2 separate regions of the Capra hircus genome follow, and region 2 is linked to region 1. Evidence: chromatin contacts called from public Hi-C data. All regions are on one chromosome and are shown on one strand. The core of a region is the stretch at or near the end of the contact, and the rest is flanking DNA. Distances in the headings are between cores, read along the strand shown.

Evidence for each region. Hi-C and Micro-C count contacts between places; a contact is called where the count stands out from the background.
Region 2: a Hi-C map of blood shows a contact between it and region 1, with 5 times the contacts expected there. The contact joins two enhancer-like sites. A contact is called at or near these places in 2 of 5 Hi-C or Micro-C datasets (both in blood).

What each region holds. Positions count from the first base shown.
Region 1 is chr24:601,483-604,716 of ARS1.2, reverse strand. No RefSeq gene overlaps it. Among named protein-coding and RNA genes, the nearest start is that of CTDP1, 16 kb to the right of the region's middle. Within about 2 kb of position 1,491, at least 2 of the 5 cell types and tissues checked have an H3K27ac peak or open chromatin away from gene starts, as enhancers often do.
Region 2 is chr24:751,910-755,143 of ARS1.2, reverse strand. It overlaps ATP9B (probable phospholipid-transporting ATPase IIB), which reads left to right. Exons shown (of 27, transcript XM_018039529.1): 27 at 222-796. The coding sequence ends at 358. Among named protein-coding and RNA genes, the nearest start is that of NFATC1, 11 kb to the right of the region's middle. Within about 2 kb of position 1,528, at least 3 of the 5 cell types and tissues checked have an H3K27ac peak or open chromatin away from gene starts, as enhancers often do.

The DNA of each region.
Region 1 (3,234 bases), core at 242-2,741:
TGCCTCCCAGAGGAGCACCTCCACGCGGGGCTCAGGAGAGCGGGCAGGGGCCGTTCCTGGAGGTGTGTAAGCTGTTGCAGGCCAGGGCTGGGACAGGGGTCAGGGTGCCGATGCCAGGACCAGGGGTCAGGGTGCCGGGGCTGGGACAGGGGTCAGGGTGCCGGGGCTGGGACAGGGGTCAGGGTGCTGGGGCTGGGACAGGGGTCAGGGTGCCAGACCAGGGGTCAGGGTGCCAGGGCTGGACCAGGGTCAGGGTGCCATGGCTAGGACAAGGGTCAGGGTGCCGGGGCTGGACCAGGGGTCAGGGTGCCGGGGCTGGGACAGGGGTCAGGGTGCTGGGGCTGGGACAGGGGTCAGGGTGCCAGTGCTGGGATAGGAGCCGCCGCGCTCTGAGGTGGGATGCAGCCCCTCCTTTGTGGCCCTGGCCCCCCGGGTGGAGCCCCCAGAAGGCACAGCACTCCCACCAGGCATTCCTTGGTTTATATGACTGCACACCTGGCCTGTGGTCACCCAGTGCCCTGCTGGGCCCACCTTCCAGTCACAGCCCGTGGGGTAAAAGTGCAGCAGCTGAAGGCACAGCCTCAGACCCTGTTCTTGGGAGAGGCCGGCTTCTGGCCCCCTGAGCTGTGAAGCTGCGTCTGCAGGCTCGTGCCACTCAGAGGAACTGCTCCTGGATGACACCCGTGTGCACAGAAGAGACGGAGCCTACACGGGGCGGGCCAGGGGCTGCCTGTGGCCTCTGGCGGGAAAGTGCCCTCCAATCGCTGTGATGTGGGCAGAGGCTAGGGAGGGCCTTGGAGAGTGCTCCTCACCCCCCAAGAAGACAGCAGGGCCCCCAGGCTCCCATTCTCACCAGTATCACAGTGGAGTCTGCAGAGGAGCTCCATGGAAAGCTCAGCGTCTGAGCCACTGTTGCCTCTCCCATCTCCGACTCTGGGCAGACTCACGGCCTTTCTTTCAAGGCTCTGCGGCCCCCTCTCCAAGCCTCCTGCTGGCAGCCTGGCCGTCTTGCTTCCCCACAAGCCAGAATCAGAGAGAAGGTGGAGTGCACATCCACCTGAGGTTGTCACCAACCTTGTACACAAGGCTATCGGCTTTGAGTGTCTCTGTTCTGAAGAGAGGCTGTTCTGTCCGGCTCTAATCTCCCCTGGCAGCCATCTGGACTGGGGCAAACTCTGCCAGCGTTTGGACTCTGTACATAAGAAACTCCGACCTGAAATGTTTTTATAGGCTTAAAAGTTTTGGGGAAAACATTTCTTGAGAAGTTTCTGTAAGAAAAGAGCATTTATTTTGGTTCCGTGTCTACTGGCAGGTTGCCTGGCTCTGCACCCTCCCCAACCCCCGCGCCACCCCCCCACCCTCAGCTCTTTGTTCTAACTGGGCTTTCCAGCCTCTGCCCAGCAACTTGGGCTGAGAGCTGTTCTGAGAAGCGGGAAGGCTCTCAGGACGCTTCCGTCTGCCGCAGCACCACGTGTCCGCAAGACTGGGCAGCCCTCTGTTGGCGGGGGCAGGCCCCAGCCCGAGTCGGGCCAGGACAGGGGCCTCGGCCGGCGGGGGCTCCTGCCAGCGGAGACGCTCCCTCTGGGAGTCTGAGTGGGAGGAGAGGGCAGGTTTTATGGGACTTGGAAAAAAAGAATGACAATCACTTAAAATATGTCACAAATTCCTTTCATGAGATGGACGGATCGTGGCCAGCCACACTCTCGGAGTGAAAGGGCGGGGGCGAGGACACAGCCTCCGCGCATGTCCAGGGGAGGCGCTGTGCTGAGCGCTCAGCTTCTCCCCGGGGCCCTGCAGTCTGCGTCCTGGCAGGTCCTCAAACACCCGCTGCGAGTGCTGGTCCGGGAACCTTGCTGTGAAGCTGGAAAGATGCATCTTTGCTGCCTGAAGATCAAGCCTTCCGAGCAGCCCTATCACAATACAATGGCACCCAGCGGTATTTTAATATGTGACTCCATCTCTCTCTAAGCTACTTGCGACACAGGTTTGTAAAACAACTCATTCAGTACAGTGTGCTCCCCTCAGTCGTGTCTGACTCTTTCAACCCCATGGACTATAGCCTGTCAGGCTCCTTTGTCCACAGGATTCTCCAGCCAAGAACACTGGAGTGGGTTGCTGCGCCCTCCTCCAGGGATCTTCCCGACCCAGGGATCGAATCCACATCTCTGTGTCCCCTATATTTGCAGGTGGGTTCTTTACTATTAGTGCCACCAGATACACCGGTAATGACTGTTTTTGACATTGATGACCAATGTCATCTTCAAATAAGTTTTCTGCTAATAAAACTCTGTGATGAGAGAGAGATCTGGAGGGGGAGAACGGGGCTTGGAGCCCTTGTTAGCTCCCAGCCCAGGCCGCGTTCCTGGCTGTCCCAGTGGGTAAGCGCCTCTCACCTGCTCCTGCGGGCATGGGCCCCTCCTCCTCTGCAGCCCCCACATCCTGAAGCCCCCCAAACTCACACAGACCCTGCTGTTGAGTCTCGGGTACCGCCTGACCTGGGTTCCATGTTTTTCATCTCAATGACTGGTGAAGACTATCAGACCCCCGTCTAGATTCAGTGGAGGGTAACGCAGAGAGCCTTCAAAGGCCCCAGGTAGCCACAACCCCCAGGCACCTACTAACATCCTCACCCCAAGCCTCCCAGCCCTGCCGCCCCTTGGCACCAACCACCACCCTCAGGTTTTGATGGTTTGATGCGGCAGCCCTCACAAGGCCACCAAGTCACTCACCTGAAGACCCCCTGTCGCGCCGTCCTGCTGTGTTACAAGCAGGGCACTCCTGAGTTCTCTGTAACCTGGAGACAGTCGCCCTGCGCAGGGGGCACCGGCCGGGGCCAAGCACAGGAGCCAACGCCTGAGGTCCGTGCGTCTGGCACAGGCTCTGCTTTCCGCCCGCACTGGGCCCTTCACACGCCCAGCGCTCCAGGCCTTCCTGGTCCTCCCCAAAGCCCTCTCATTCACTCTCCGTCCAGACAAGAGCACAGCTCTCCTCAGCCCCGGCCTTTCCTCCCCTTGTCGAGCAGATGGGGCTTTGCCATTTTCACCTGGAGGATACTGACTACAGACGTACAGATTCCCTCTTGCACACGTACTTCTAAAGGCAAATTGTGCCCCACTGTGGTGGCAGGAAAGAATGCAAACCAGGGAGCCTCACTGCCACGTGCCTGTGCCGACTGGCTCGAGGTCTGAGGGCAGCTGCAGGAGGGGAACCCACCGGGGGTGGGCAGCTGCCTGG
Region 2 (3,234 bases), core at 279-2,778, 150 kb before region 1:
CAGAAGGTCCAACCCATCACAGGCTGCATTGCACGCATCTGCCCCTGAACATGGGGGGTTCCTGCCTCCTGTTGGGAACCCTTCCCCTGGTACAGGCAGAATGGTGCCTTCACAGGGACCCCGAGGCTCTGCCAGGCCCACATTTGTGATAACCTGGGTGCAGGCGGAGGGGGGCCACAACCCCAGCACCCTGAGACCTGTTTGGGCTTTCTCTCCCACAGATGTTGCCTTTATCACGACTGTGACCTTCGTGTGGAAAGTGTCAGCCATCACAGTGGTCAGCTGCCTCCCTCTCTATGTCCTGAAGTACTTGAAGCGGAAACTGTCCCCGCCCAGCTACTCCAAGCTCTCCTCCTAGCCCCTCCCTGCACCTGCAGCTGGTGGCTGTGGTGTCTGGAGCACTGCAGCTGCTGAGAGGCTGTGAGGCCAGAAGGGCCCAGGTGACCCAGCCAGGCGCCGTGGACATCCCGCCCAGGCGTCGTGGACATCCCGCCCAGGCGCCGTGGACATCCCGCCCAGGCGCCATGGACTCACCCCCTTGTCCTCATCAGGCTGGATTTCCTTTCCTCCCCTTTCTGTTGTTTTTCAGAGTTTAATTTACATGTAGCACCAGCTTGAGTTTCCATGAATATGAGCCCTGTTACTGGAAAACACCATCGTTCTCTGCTGTTCTGGGAACTGAAATGAAAGTTTATTTACTATCTTGCAACTTCCCAACTAACATTCAGGCTCTTTCTTTGATGTCATAGCAGAGAGTCGCCCTTCTTCACCAGAATAAAGCCTCCATTCTGTCCAGGCCGTGTCTGCCACACCCTCCCCACACCTCCCACAGGCGCACCCCGGCCCCAGGCGCCCGCACAGTCTTTCCATGCCCACAGCAGCCACGCACGTGTGTCCGAGGCTCTGCTGTTAGTTCAGCTGTCCCCGTCCTGGTGTTTGTCTGCGTCTGCTGCTGCTTCTGGCTCCTGGCACTCGGGCGGTCTGTGGGCCCCTCAACGGTGCTTCCATGGGAGAGCGCTTCCTCCTCTAGGCTGTGCTCTGAGTCCCATCTGGGTGGCCACTTCCCAGGGTGCATCCCAGGGAGGACGAGTGACCCCTGGCTGCTCACTCTGGTCCCCGGCCGCGTCCCCACAAGGAAAGGCCGTCAGTCGGAAGCCCTTCACACACCCAGCTCCTCACTCAGCAAACAGTCCTGTGGCCCCCAAACAGGCAGACCCTGGGGTCCCGAGGAGGCTGCCCTGACTGCTGCTGGGCAGGTCCACCCTGCAGGTTCTGGAAGCCCTTTTTGCTGGAGTCATTTCGACTCGGAGAAGCTGGCCATCTGCACAAGCACTGTGCTGGCTCTCCGACTTCCGCTAAACCCTGCTCTGACCACCGATCCGAACGTCTCCTGGTGTCCCTCTGTCCCAGCGGGGGCCTCATCCCAAGCTGCCGGGAAGGGCCCGCACAACAGGCAGGTGGCACTGGTTTGCGTCCCTAGGACGGGGCGCGGTGGCCACGCCCCTGTGATCCCAGAGCCTCTCAGCGGGCGGTTCCTGCTCAGGCTCCTGCAGACGGCGGCCTGGCTGGGCTCCAGATGAACAGAGCGCGCAGAGCAGGTGTAATTCCGCGCAACTCCAGCAGGTGGCGCTAGAAACTAAGGAATGCAGCCAAGGCCGGCGGCCCAACTTCGGGCGCTTGGGTCAGTCAGCGGTCTGGGCTAGATGCCCCGCGCGTTCGCAGAGTTCAGGCACGGGCCTGTGTCCACGCGGCATCCACTCTGGACGGAGACCGGGGCCCCCTTAATGGTAAAGTGCGGGCGACACCTCCTGATCTCCCGGGATGACCCCGCCCGCGGCCCCTGCTCTTGTGCCTGGTGGCCGGGAGACTCTGGGTGGGCAGAACTCTGGGGCCCAGGAGGACCGAGGTCATGTACCGTTTTCCTAAAAGCAGAACTTTCCGAGTCTCACAGCCACGTGATTGTAAAGCCAGAGACCCTCCCTGCTCTTCTCCAAGCCAGTTCCCAGGCCTGGGCTCTGTGGCTGCCACAGAGAAAGGCCAACCCCAGCCCCTTCCACAGCCCAGCCCCACTGCCTTCAGGGTCGGGGGCCCGCCTGGCTCAGGGAGGCCAGCGTGTGGAGGGGCCCCCAAGTCCCTGCCCGACCCCCCAGTCCCTTCTGCCGACTGGGCGAGCAGCCACCGTGGGCCTGGCGGGCTCTGAGCTGGGGTGACGGGTCAGGTGGGACTCTCCGGCCCCGGTCATAGGATGCTCTGCTGGGGGCCGCGGGCCACGGGCCGTGGTGGCTTCTTCCAAGGAGGCCAGAGCTCCCAAGGGGAGGCTGGGCCCACACGGCTTGTCCATCCAGCCCTGCTCAGGCCCCTCGGAGCTCTGCGTCTATCCATCAGCTGGGCGGCCGGTCAGGACTCAAGGGAGAGCCAAGGGCGGACACAACCTCTGAGCAGCGAGTGAAGCAAAGGCAGGACGGGGTGACGCACGGAGGGGGCTGGGGTGCGGGGGCAGGGCCTCGGGTCCCCAGGCAGCGGTCCCCCGGCCCCTGTCCCAGTCACGCAGCCCGCGCCCGGGGCCAGCAGAGCCGGAGGGGTCCTCCCAGGCAGGCCCATGACCCACGCTGCCTGAGACACAGCCTGTGGAGCTGGGCCCCAGGGCGCACCCCCCAACAGCGAGGACACAGTCCACCCCCGGTTCTGGGCCAGGCGGGGCCCTACCCCCCACCCCCGCCCGCCTGCAGCCGCGCGCTTCACCCTCCCTGCCATCTCCCTGCGGCCCCTGTGTGTCTGGGTGTCACCAGGTGGAGCCCTCTAGGATGGCCTTGTCAGGTCTGAGCCCAAGTCCCAAGGTCTCAGGCGGCTGCGCTGAACCCTGGATGCTGTTTGTTCAAAGTGACCTAACATCGCTTCAGGGCTCTCAGGCTCTTCGCGACCTGAAAGTGCAGAGACCGGCCGGCTGAGCCAAGGCGGCTCTGATTCTATGATGGGGCCGGGTGTCTGGTCCAGACTGCGTCTTCACGTCCCCTGCCCGGCACCTGGCCCGGTCACCTGCCCCCGGAGAGCCGGCTCTGAGAGAAGCCAGACTTCTGAGCAGCCGGGGGAGCCTCATAGTTTAGACAGTTGCTCCCAGGAGCCTCCCAGGGCTTCTGGGCACAACTGCAGGGGTGCCGTCCACATGGGCAAGCTGGCAGGGCATCCACTCAGCCCCAGTGTCCTCGTCCCGAGTGGCCCTAACTGTTGCTGCAA